Linked DNA regions of Mus musculus: region 1 is linked to region 2. The links are chromatin contacts, called in public Hi-C maps. All regions are on one chromosome and are shown on one strand. Each heading gives the region's core, a stretch centred on a gene start, on an enhancer-like site or on the middle of the called end of the contact. The rest is flanking DNA. Distances are from core to core; before and after follow the strand shown. Region 1 overlaps LOC100043315 (a long non-coding RNA gene). Region 2 overlaps Tmem117 (transmembrane protein 117).

Region 1 (6,000 bases), core at 2,006-4,505, 360 kb before region 2:
TATTATAATCAGCAAGGTCTAGTTTAAAGCATAGATTAATATTTCCTAGTGTCTCATAATTATCAAATAATATATTCTTGGATACTTTATTCCAGATACTACACAGGTCAGCTTCACATATATTATTTCATTATCTATTTTATCTTTATGACACTTCTGTAATCCTAAATTAATACTACTACTACTATTATAATTACTATTATTATTATTATTATTATTATTATTGTTGAGAAAAGGTGACTAAGATTGAGTAAGAGGGTCCACTGACAAATGTGCTCCATCTGTGTCCTCTGTATCTTATCTGAGACCATAAATCAGTTTCCTGAGAGGTTAAATAGTGGAAGTTGAATGGTGGATGCTTACTGTGTCTTCAGTTCTCATCATATGGCTCCGTCCCATCCTATATTATAATAAGTTCCACAAAAGTCTCAAATCCCAGAATTGACCTTTAGTGCTTTTTCCATTGGCTTTTTGCCAATGTTCAAAAATAAAATAAAAACAACAAACTATTCCCTGCCCCAGCTCTCGCTGCACTGTCAGATAAGAAGCAATTACTGCATTTTTGTCTGCCTGATGAAGTGTTGCTGGTCCATATCAAGTCAAATCATAAAGTAGATAAAACCACATGCAGATTATCGATGAGTGGATGAGTCTCTCCACTGACCCCAAAAGCGCATGAGCCGACCGATCCGGGGGTTCTGAGAAAGACCATTATTAGAGTTGCTTGTTTGTGTCCACTCAGTGTTTACAGTTGGCTTATGTTTGGCAGTGAGCTCCAGGTTACACCATTGCTGCAATATCATCATCTTTGCAATTCTTCAGACAGCATTTGCCTTAGCCAGTGTTCCTCCTGCCCAGCAAATCTGTTTCTGTCTGGGTGTAAATCCGGCGGCTGCTTGCTGACTACACTGGCTGCTCTTGTACTCCTCTGTGCGTGGCTTGGGTGGCAGAAATTCATCAGGAACCTTTTCTTCCTGAACGACATTAGCTTGAGATTTTAGTGTTGGGGCGGTTGTGCCTTGGTAAGCAGTTTCCCCTTTCATTAATCCAAGGTCTGAAGAGAGCTGTGACACTTTCACCTCGGGATCGTCAGGGAACCAGAAAAAGTGACAGATGTCCACTTATTTTTGGTTAAAGTGGTGTCACTTAAATGTCACAAAATGTTCTGCCTAATGGATATTTCCCGCTCTTCTGTGTCTCTGAAATTATTCCTTTCCAAGGGGAATTGTGTATGTTTGGGATAGGGGTGGGACGGGGGCAGAGGAGGGGGGAACTAGAGAGCAATTAAGGAAGACACTTTGATCAATGTTTATGCTATAAGAACACATACTTAAAAAAAAAAAGCACACTCCCCAATCCAGTGGAAAGAAAGGCTGGTAAAGAAATAGCTGCAAAACTATATGATAATTAAAGCAGGACGTTGACATTTTCCCCACATAGGAAAAGAACACAGAGGCAGAAGAAATGGCTTCTTGTGTGATAAGGCTTAAAATGGGAGGTGTGGTTCTTGTTGGTGGCTGTATTAGTTGTCCTTGCTATGGTGATGATATGCAGGAAAAGAAGTTACTTAAGGATGGAAGAATATTTTGGTTCATAGATTAGGGTGTAAAGTAACGCTCTGATCTATGTAACATAACAAGTAGGGCTTAGTACAGGGCAGGTTAGGCATAGTCTAGAGATGTGGTTGGTTATATTGTTTCCATAGCCACAATGTAGTGACAGATGAATGCTTGGCACCCAGCTGGCTTCCTCCTTTCTCCCAGCCCATAGGATGCTACTACCTACATTCAGAGTGGTACTTCCAGGCTTAGTTAACCCTCCTGGAGAGACCATTACAGACAAATCCAGAGGTGTTCCTCATTAATGCCTGGGTGTTAATCATCAGAATTATCAGATGTGTGTGATGTCAACGGTTTGCATTTTAAAACATCTAATTTTTAATATCCACTTATTCAGAAAGATTGGCTCGTATGCTAAGCTGATGGAAGTTGGCGAGCTCATGATCACCACTAGGCAGTCCAGAGACTCAAGGAGCTGATTGTGCAGGTCTTGTCTGAGCTACAGCTCAAAGACAGACAGACAGGAGGAGCCAGCAGTTTCTTCTGTTCTGCCCATCGTAATCAGCTCTTGAATTCCATTTGGACCTTCAACAGATTGCATGAGATGCCCACCCACATTGGGATGGGCGATCTGCTTTATTCAGACTGTTGGTGTAAAATGTTAATCCTGCCAAAGACACCTTCAGAGAAACACTTAAAATAGTTGTTGACTGAATGTTTGGCTTAATAAACAGACATAAAATTAACCATCACAGCAACAAACCTGCTGAGAAAATTAAGATAGAAACTGGCTACAAGAGACCCACCAATGGGATTCCCACAGCCCTTTGTCGTCTGACACAGGCTGGGAGCAAGTGGGAATTCATTATTGTATCCAGCAGCTCCTTGTTTCTTTATATGTAAGGCTTGTCACATAACAGCATGCTCGGCCTGGGGGACGCAATGGAGAGCTGAACGGCTCTTATCCTGTGGCCATTTTCCCTGCTGTAGAGATGCCGTAATCAGTGGCTTGCAGACACAGAATCTGACACACTGTACTTGGCAATGGTGACAGAAAAGTACAAAAGAGCCACAGCCTGGGAGCCGAGTAGCAGTTACAGAAGGTCTCCTTGACCGAGTGGGGCATCAGCTGAGGCTTCAGGGAAAGGGGGGTGGGGGGGCAAAATACAGGAGAGAAGAAAGGAAGCTGGCATTTGCTCAGCAGGCATGTTTTTTGGCAATTGGACTAATTCTCTGAGGTGACCAGAAAAAAAAAATCTAACCTCGTGAATCTTGTAGTCCACTGAGGGGCAGAGGTGAGGTGGAGACACATACACATGATAAGCTGCATTATGACTGGGTACTGAAAATGTTGACCAGGGTGAGCTTCCTCGGGAACATGGGAAGATGAGGGTCATGTTGCTAGTCCCCAAGGCGGTGGCATTTGAACAAGGACTTAAAAAAATAAAATAAAATAAGAGAGCTGACTGCGTGGACATTTGGAGGATGGCATTCAAGAAAAAGAAATGTAAACGAATGGCCTATGGCTAGTCCGAACATGGAGCTGGGGGACAGGAGCAGCACATTGTGAGGCATGTGGGCAAAAGCACGGACAATGACGCCATCATAGCGCAGCACGGGACAGCGCAGCACTGGGCAGCACAGCACCGCAGCATGGAGCAGGACGTCACGGAGCAGTGTAGCACGGGGCAGTGTAGCAACACACTGGACAGCATGACATGGGCAGTGCAACACAGGGCAGCACAGCTCGGGGCAGCACAGCATAGGACAGTGTAGCATGGGATAGCGCAGCACAGGGTAGTACACGAAGCAGGGCAGCATCACAGTGTAGCTCTGGGCAGTGCAGCTCAGGGCAGTGTAGCACAGGACAGGACAGCACGGGACAGTGCAGCACGGGGCAGCGCAGCATAACAGTGCAGCTTGGTACAGTGTAGCACGGAGGATGAACACACTATAGGAGAATGTATGTCGTCACCACAGCCCGTGCCTGCCATGCTGACTATCTCAAAGGCTATACAAGACTACTCAGAGTAACTATCACAAGATCATTCCTGCAGCCTGCATCCTGGCTCTGTTCACTATGAACATTGTGGTACTAGTAGTTATTTAATCTTCCCACGAATGTGAAAAACGGTGGTTCTAGTACTAGATTACATTGTTGCTATGACAACTGATTTAATGAGTGTGGGTGGGGTGCTTATGAGTAGATGTATTAGCTTGAGTCTTTATTCTCAGCATTTCTGTGGGGACCTGGGAGACATGGACAGAATTCCCCCAAAGCTTACAGGCCAGCTAGCTTGGGGCCAGTTGGCTTGAACTGTGTTGTAGGGAATAGTAAATATCCTACTTCAGATCTAGGTTGGAGGGGAGAACTTCTACATGAGAGGAATAACATGGGTACTCCTGCGCACGCACGCGCACACGCACACACACTGTATCAAGATGGAAACATTCCATCCGGTAGGGAAGTTCCTTAGGCAGGAAGGTAAACAACTCATAAGTCCATGTTAACCCACCTGCTTCCCTAGGTCCCTCCCCGCTAGAGTAAGAGAGAAAAGCTGAGAGTCCCTCTCAGAGGCGTGAAACTGAGCTTCCAAGAAGCCTCTTAGTCTCTTAGGGCCTGAAAAGAAGACTCTGAGACCAGATAGGCTGCCTGGACGAGGCTGAGCCCACTTGGAAAGGACACCTTTCTACCTGCTGAGCTGCCTGCAGGCAGTGTCCTCCAGGTTCCCAGCTTTGTGAGCTGTCACTCATGCTGGGGAGGACTTTGGTGATGTGGCTGTCTTTGTGTCATTTCTGCTCCTGGGAGTAACCCTTCACCCATATTCCTGTAAGTAACCCCAATTAAACTCATTGGTTCACCACGTTGGACTTTGGTGGTATCTGTACTTCGGTCTATCATGGCTTCCCTATTTGGGATGAATAGATGGGTATGTTGCATCTCTCTGGGAAGTTTTGTCATACAACACACACACACACACACACTCATAATGTACAGACATTCATGCATAATGCACACTTCAATCAGAGAGTCTCTGCAGGAGTAGAACTGCCAGTCTGTACTTTATCCCTACAGCTTTGCTTCCGGAGACCATGTCCCCTTGAACACAAGACATCAGTCAAACTCTACCCAATGCCCAGACCTGACTAGCAAGAAGCTGTGAGAAAAAGCTTGCCCTCTGCAACAGGCATCTGATTAGTATCTGGAAGGGTCAAAGGAAGGTCTTCCAAGTCTGGGTGAGGAGCAGCTATCTTTGCCAGGATGGGTGATCTGTGCTCTGGGCACTGTTGGAATGCTCAATCAACCATACGGACATGAGATTAAGGCTCTGCTTGGAGGCCTGACTGGTTTGCTAAATTCTCATTCCATGTTTGTACAAGGACAGTTAAGCCCAGATAACATTCTCGTACCTTCCCTGAACATATTTATTCCTTTAGAATTGGAAAAAAAAAAAAGAGTCTCAATGCTCTTTAAAATAACCTCACAAATTGTGAAGGTCTTAAATTTTTTGATAAAAACCAGTAATATGTTTACAGGCATTATTGAAGCATTGATTTCTTGTAGGGCATTTCAAACAACTCCTAACTCCCCTGGTTTCCTCCCTAGACAGAAATTAAAATCAACCATGCAACTATTTAAAGTTTAAACACACTTGAATTTGTTACTCTCAAAGCATCAAAGTCACAAAACACATGCATGAATGGCCTAAAGGAAGAATTTACCTTGGCTCCTGGCTTCGGGGCTCCCTGCCCACAGCCCCCAGTCTTGTTAATTCTGGGCACATGGAGTAGGAAGACCATGGAGATGAGCAGTACATCTCATGGCTATCAGGAAGGTAGCAGCAATAGAAACAGAAAGGGCCTGAAGACAAGGTATGCCCCCCATAGGACAACTCCAGACATTTCCAGTACCCCTAAACAAAGTCAGGAAGAATCCAATACATGTGCCCATGGGTGACAGTTCACACTCAAAGTACCTTGTGCCCTATATTGTCAATAAGAAAGTATTTTTAAGTTATAGTGACAGTATAATAGAAAGATCTGTCTTGTTTTGTTTTGAGATTTTGCTGTGGCATTTATTATTCTTTACCCCTCATTTGTGCAATGAATTTGAATGGCTATTTTTATATAAATTTCATTTGTGCAATGAATTTGAATGGCTATTTTTATATAAATTTCATATACCACAAATCCTCAAAACTAATATTTGTAAAAATGTGAGTTAAAGTAAAAGAAAATCAGTATGAATTGCAAAATGCAATTACTTTGTATGTTAAAGCCATTACATCTTAACAAATGCTAATTTCTTTTTTTATTAATCATTCCATTCATTTACATCTCAAATGATACCCCACTTCCCAGTTACCCTTCCACAAGTTCCCCCATCCCACAACCTCCCTATCCTCCCTCCCCTTGCCTCTATGAGGGTGAATCCCCACCT
Region 2 (6,090 bases), core at 2,256-4,755:
CCAGAAGCAGTCCTGTCTACCATCCCAACCTTCAAATATGTGCCCGTGACCTTGACCTAGGCAACCTCCTAAATGGGTCTATCGTCCATCTTCCTTAAATCATTCTGTTAAACTGAGCATGCTCGGGGAAGGTGTCCACCCCTAAGCCCTTTATCATATGAATATGCCTAAGCTTGATACAAATAAAGTCTTCCTACTTCTCGCTGTTCTGAGAGGTCATTGCTTTGAAAGTATCCGCTATCTATAACTGTAGCAGATTGTAACTCTTCCCCCACACACTTTCTCTGGACCACATTTGTTTGTGTTGGGTTATAGCTGGGAGACAAGGATATTTGTTGCAGCTTATCCAACTTTTCTAGATGCCTACAGCAGGAGAATTTTTTTTTTTCAAATATAAAGCCTGTCACCGGAAAACTAGTGAAAGTGCAACCTCTGACACATGACAATGAAGAGCATCCTGTATCCCAACTCACCTTCTCTTGTCCTTTTTGGTTAGGGACTTAGAAACATGTAGGATTCTCTAAGCATGACAGCAGCATCGGAGAATGCGCAGACACTGTAATTGGCTGCACACCCTTTGCTGTTGACCAGGAAGATAAAAATGGAGATCAGTGTGTTATCTCCTCTGAACAGAGGAAAAAAAATCAAAGTCGTATTAATGATCTTTGATTCTTTCATGAAAAAAAATCAACAGCCTCCCTACGCTGAAGACAAGTAAAACATCCTGCCAGTCAAGGGGCGGCCGTGCCCAGGACTGTTGTCATCCAGCTGCCCTTGAACTTAAGAAAGAAGAAACTCAGAAACACAAGTTCAAATGCGCATCTACTGAGAAGATTAAGGGAATTGTGCAAAATTCTGGGGATTGTCATTAAAAATAATATTTGGATTCAACTCATAGCATGCGTGCGACATTTTCAAATCACGCCTCAGCCCCCAGCTTCAGTTACTTCATCTAGTAGCCAAGGGAGTTGGCTTTACAGCTATATGATACATTATGAATGGACTAAGAATAATCTGCAGAGATAGTCAGAGGCTCAGCTCTAGAGCAGACACATTACATGGGACACCACTAAACTACACTCATGTGTACAGTCATTCTCTTCTTGTTCTACCCTCAAACTGTTGAGTTACTTTATTGCTTTATAATAAATCTCTGAAACTTTCCACCATGAAAAAAAAAAACCTACCTTTACTTATTCTTTATGGCTGTTAGGGATCCAACTCAGGTCCTCCTCACACACACCAGGCAATCCAGCACACCACAGCTGAGCTACATACACCACTCCTTCATCAGACATATGTAAAACATATGCATTGTGAGGGACCATTTTGTTTTTGCTGGACACACTTCTATAAACCGTTATGTTGCTTCTAGTTAGCATTCAAAGTAATGGTATGAATGTGGCATCCTCATAATGCATTATTGGTTGACTCTCCTTCCTCATCCCCCATCTCGTTTGTCCTCTCTCTCCTCCCGGGAGTTCTATTCTGCTTTCAAGTCACCTGTGTTCTATTGCCCTCTACAGTTGCCTCCCAACTTTCTTAAGAACACTTTGTCCTCCACTCAGTTCTCTTTCTGCCTACTTGGCCTAGTCCCACATGTGGCATCACACACTAATACATAAATAATAATAATAATAATAAAACAACATATAGCCGGGCGTGGTGGCACACGCCTTTAATCCCAGCACTCGGGAGGCAGAGGCAGGCGGATTTCTGAGTTCGAGGCCAGCCTGGTCTACAAAGTGAGCTCCAGGACAGCCAGGGCTATACAGAGAAACCCTGTCTTGAAAAAACAAAAACAAAACAAAAAAACAAAAAAAAAACAAAACAAAAAAACCCAACATATACATAGCTAGATTGTCAACAGATGACAAGCATTCGCTTTGAATATAAAAGCTCTCAGAGTGTGGGGCATTTGTTTTGGTCCTAATGCTGGAGGGAACGACGCACACGCCTGCATCTTTGCATTTGAACATGCTCATTTGTGCTGCTTATGTGTCCCGCTGACAGGTCAACTGACTGCAGACTTAGAACATCATCCTTGACCACTATTTAGCTACCAACAAATGTCAGTGATGTCTCCTCACACGATGCAGTAAAGAGGAAGGCTCTCTCCTGCAAGGTCCCAACAAAATGCGACATCAGAATCCAGCCATGAGAAATTAGCAGATACACCAAAATGGAGGAACTTTGATAATATTATCTACTGACCTATATCTCTTTTGTCAATGTTATAAAAATCCAAAGAGTCACTCAATGTCCCCAAAGACTGAAGAACTGTGATGACCAAATACATCGTGTAACCCTTGGTGGCATTTCAACTTGAAGGCAGTAAAAATGATGGCCATGGAAGTTGTTAAAACTTTGGGGTAAACTATAAATTAAGATTACATCTATATTGGGCCTTGGCTCTTGTTTATGAACAATTACACTTAAAAAAAAAATAATACATGGAGGAATGAAGGCTATACACATAAAGACGATACATATGTACAAAGAGAAATGACCATATAAATGCATTAAAAATTACTGGGCTGGAGAGATGGCTCAGTGGTTAAGAGCACTGACTGCTCTTCCAGAGGTCCTGGGTTCAATTCCCAGCAACTACATGGTGGCTCACAACCATCTGTAATGGGATCTGATGCCCTCTTCTGGGGTGTCTGAAGACAGCTACAGTGGATCACATAAATAAGTTAATTAATTTATAAATTAATTAATTAATACTAACTATGGCTACTGGTTCTTTTGTACTTTCTGCTTTTAAAACTCCCTCCTATATGTTTTCAATTAGATCAAATCAAGTGTTAAGAGAATGCTTGACTATGTAACTGCCAGTCAGAAATGTGGCATATGGGGTGTCCTGTAAAGTTCCAGGTAGACCCAGTACATATTTTCCTGGCTATAACACAGAAACTATTCAGGAAGCCAGTAAAATGAGTAACGTGCATGTGTGATTTGTGACGCTATAAAAATTTTAGCATGGCAGTTAAATAAAAATCCTGGAAGTTGGTGGGAAGGTTTCAGTGGAAATCGCAGATGTATAGGACCATCTTCTGAGGCTATGATGTAGCAACCAACGGATCACCCACTAGGAAGGAGAAACACATGGTATGGTACTGTGGTGTTCATGCCTGTGCACTCTCAAGCTACACAGTTCAAGTTCCTGTGGAAGGCAGAGAATAAATGGCCACGGGACAGGGGAACAGAAAGCGTAGCCTAGAAACAGTGAATGTGGTTACTTTGTTTCCATACGCGGGCTTCAGACACCACAACGGATACCCTGCTGAAACATAACACCAGCAAAGAACATGCCAAGACTGCAAAATTAAGCTTCTCACAGACCCGGTTAGTGATAACCCATATAATATCAGGGTCATCTGCAACAACCACAAAGCTGTCAGCATGATGAGCCGTGCACGGGATGAAAAAAGATCACTGACCCGTGCTAATTTGTATCGACTATCAAAGACTAGCCACACAGAGCCATCTCTGATGGGGAAGGATGGTGACCTGGGTCATGTGAAATTTCCTGCAGATGCTTCCACGGAAGGGTGGAGGAGGGAAGGGGTGGAAGAGGGGAGAGGTGGAGGAGGGGAGGGGTGGAGGAGGGGGAGGGGTGGAGGAGGGGGAGGAGCCTGTCTTCTCCCTAGAGCAGAATGCCACAAACTGTCACAAATTGTAGCTGTGTAATGAACCTAAATTAGGAGTTCTCACACATAGGCAACCGACAGAGGATCTGAAATGCCATCTGTTATATTTAAACCTCAGAAGTCTTCTCTGGAGAAGTTTCCTTTTCTCAAGGAATAAAGTTCTTTAATACAAGTTCGGTAGAATAAAAAATGAGATGTCTCAAGAGGTCGCCAGCAATTTTTTTTTTTTTTGCCCCAAACCTGTCCAAACTCAAAAACTATCTCAGCATTTCATTACTGGATCTTCCTGAACTTTGCCAAAGTCCTTTTAGTGTCTGTATAGCAAGAGAAGGAAATTGTTGTCCAGAGACCTACTGAGGCAGGGGTCCGTCCCTCAGAAGAGGACTAAGAAGGACTTGTAGTTGAGAAGGGAGGAATCAGTGGGGGTTACCTGACTAGGTAAAGGCATTAGGGAGCAACATGCAAAGCTGTGGGGCCACAGAGATCAAAGGACAGAAGGTCTTCTTGTCACTTATAGCTAGTGTTTTCCTGACAAATGGGGACTTGTTGCAATATGCAAGCCATGTAAGCAGTCTTTAAACAGCAAGCCATAGGCTTACTTGGGATAGACTCAAAGCAATTTGTGTATGTGAGAGCTTGAGTTTGGTACTAGCCATCCATAGCTGCTTTGAAGAGGAGAACAGGATGCAGCCAGGTTATGCTAATACCAAGGCCACCACAGCACACCAACACTTGTCAAAACTGAACACTCAGCTACCACCCAGACCCAGATCCCCTGCTCTGGACTGGTCCACCTCAATATCTACCCCATTTATGAGCTGCAGGATCTTCATGACACAGGGCAACAACAGGATATCCCAGAAAAATCTCAGTGAGGATCCAGTGTTAATAGCGTAGCAGAAGCCAGAGGCCTCAAACCAGACCACTGACCCATTGCAGTGAACACTTGCAAATAAAGTTGTTTAGAAAAAAAGGTGTAGTGTATGATAAACTGACCTACCATGGCTTCCACAGTGACTTTTTTTTTTTCTTGTTCTGGGAGGTTATAAGTGTGGAGAGTAGATATGGAAGGGTGAATGATGTAAAATTCACAAAGAATCAATAAAAATTATATAAGAAAAAATGAACAGCGTGTGTCAGGATAAGGAGATACTCAGTGCCCAAGAGCACTGACTGTTCTTCCAAAATATTTGTTCCCAGCGCCCACATCATAGCTCGCAGCCACCCATAGCTCCAGTTCCAGCACTCCGATGAAGGCCTCCTCCTGACCTCCGAGGGTACCAGGCATGTATGTATTATTCACATGTAACATTCAGGCAAAACACTCATACACACAAAAAGAAACAAATTAATCATTTAAAGTACACATCACTTGATCTGTAAAATTAAAAAAAAATAAAACAGAAAAATACAGAGTCCTCCACTTGTTTGGAATCTCAACCAGCGGACTGACAATCTGCACCCTGATATCAGAGCTCGGCAGACAGGGCTGAGTGCCTATCCTCTGTATGGTTATTCCCCTCTTACTCGGCTAGCACTAAGCACCCTGAGTTACTTGCTGAATACACTGGAACAGTCTGAAGATCAACCCCAGCTTTTGTCATTTCTTCTTCATATTATAGCTTCCGTTCTGTCTGGAGCATTTTCCCTGAGTGGAGCAGAGATTGTAGCCGAATCCCTACTGCTAGTTAATTTTAGCAGACTGTTGATTCTCAAAATTACCCATGAATACCCTGACTATTAGCAACCCAAGAATTGTCAGAGAATAGCTGAAGTTTTTTGTTAATACGCTCTCGGCTTAAATTCAAATGATCTCCCCCAGCCTTAATATATACCCAAGGGGTTAAACATATTTGCTCATTTGCTTAAAATGTTAGGCTCTGTCAGTTTATTGGTGGAAGTGAATAATTCCGGGCTGGTAGTGCCAGATCCAGCCAACGGTAATCCAGGGGCAAGAGTCTTAGCCTGGAAATGGCTTCTGTGTTCTAACGCATGCGCTAAGCTTCCACTTTCTAACTCGTAGCTGGCCTCTGAGCATGAGAGGAAAACATACAGAGGGATACTATGAGGCTTACCACCTCTGAGCGAAGCTAGAATCTTGATTCAGATAAGATTGGGCTGCAAATAATATAGAAGACATAAAACAGCTACGGACGGATGACTCGTGGCAAGGATATCTGAACGACGCTGCTGACAGAGCCCAGTCACATTCAATGCACCAAGTTCTTTCTTCAATCAAAGACGACATAGGTCCTATCACTGCATTTGACACACCACCCCCGGCTTCTTTAATCTGTTTGTTCTGTTTTTTTTTTTTATTTATTTTTAAATTACTGGAAATTTCTAAGGATTTGCCATTACTCGCTAAAACCATTGCCTTGTTCTGTGTGGTCCTAGGAGGAAGGATGCGTGTTGATTGTTTTCACAGACCCTAACT

The links. A called contact is a pair of places that touch in the nucleus more often than the background predicts.
Region 1: a contact with region 2 is called in a Hi-C map of cortical neurons, with 2.1 times the contacts expected there. The contact joins two enhancer-like sites. A contact is called at or near these places in 6 of 484 Hi-C or Micro-C datasets (cortical neurons, embryonic stem cells, extraembryonic ectoderm and 2 more) and 1 of 115 datasets of contacts at active chromatin or transcription factors (neural progenitor cells).

The regions. Positions count from the first base shown.
Region 1 is chr15:95,133,781-95,139,780 of GRCm38.p6, reverse strand. The region is part of intron 2 of LOC100043315 (a long non-coding RNA gene); the gene reads left to right. Among named protein-coding and RNA genes, the nearest start is that of Gm30810, 57 kb to the right of the region's middle. Within about 2 kb of position 3,255, at least 29 of the 459 cell types and tissues checked have an H3K27ac peak or open chromatin away from gene starts, as enhancers often do. A contact at or near this core is called in cortical neurons, where this site is marked.
Region 2 is chr15:94,773,941-94,780,030 of GRCm38.p6, reverse strand. The region is part of intron 3 of Tmem117 (transmembrane protein 117); the gene reads right to left. Among named protein-coding and RNA genes, the nearest start is that of Gm25546, 96 kb to the right of the region's middle. Within about 2 kb of position 3,505, at least 11 of the 459 cell types and tissues checked have an H3K27ac peak or open chromatin away from gene starts, as enhancers often do. A contact at or near this core is called in cortical neurons, where this site is marked.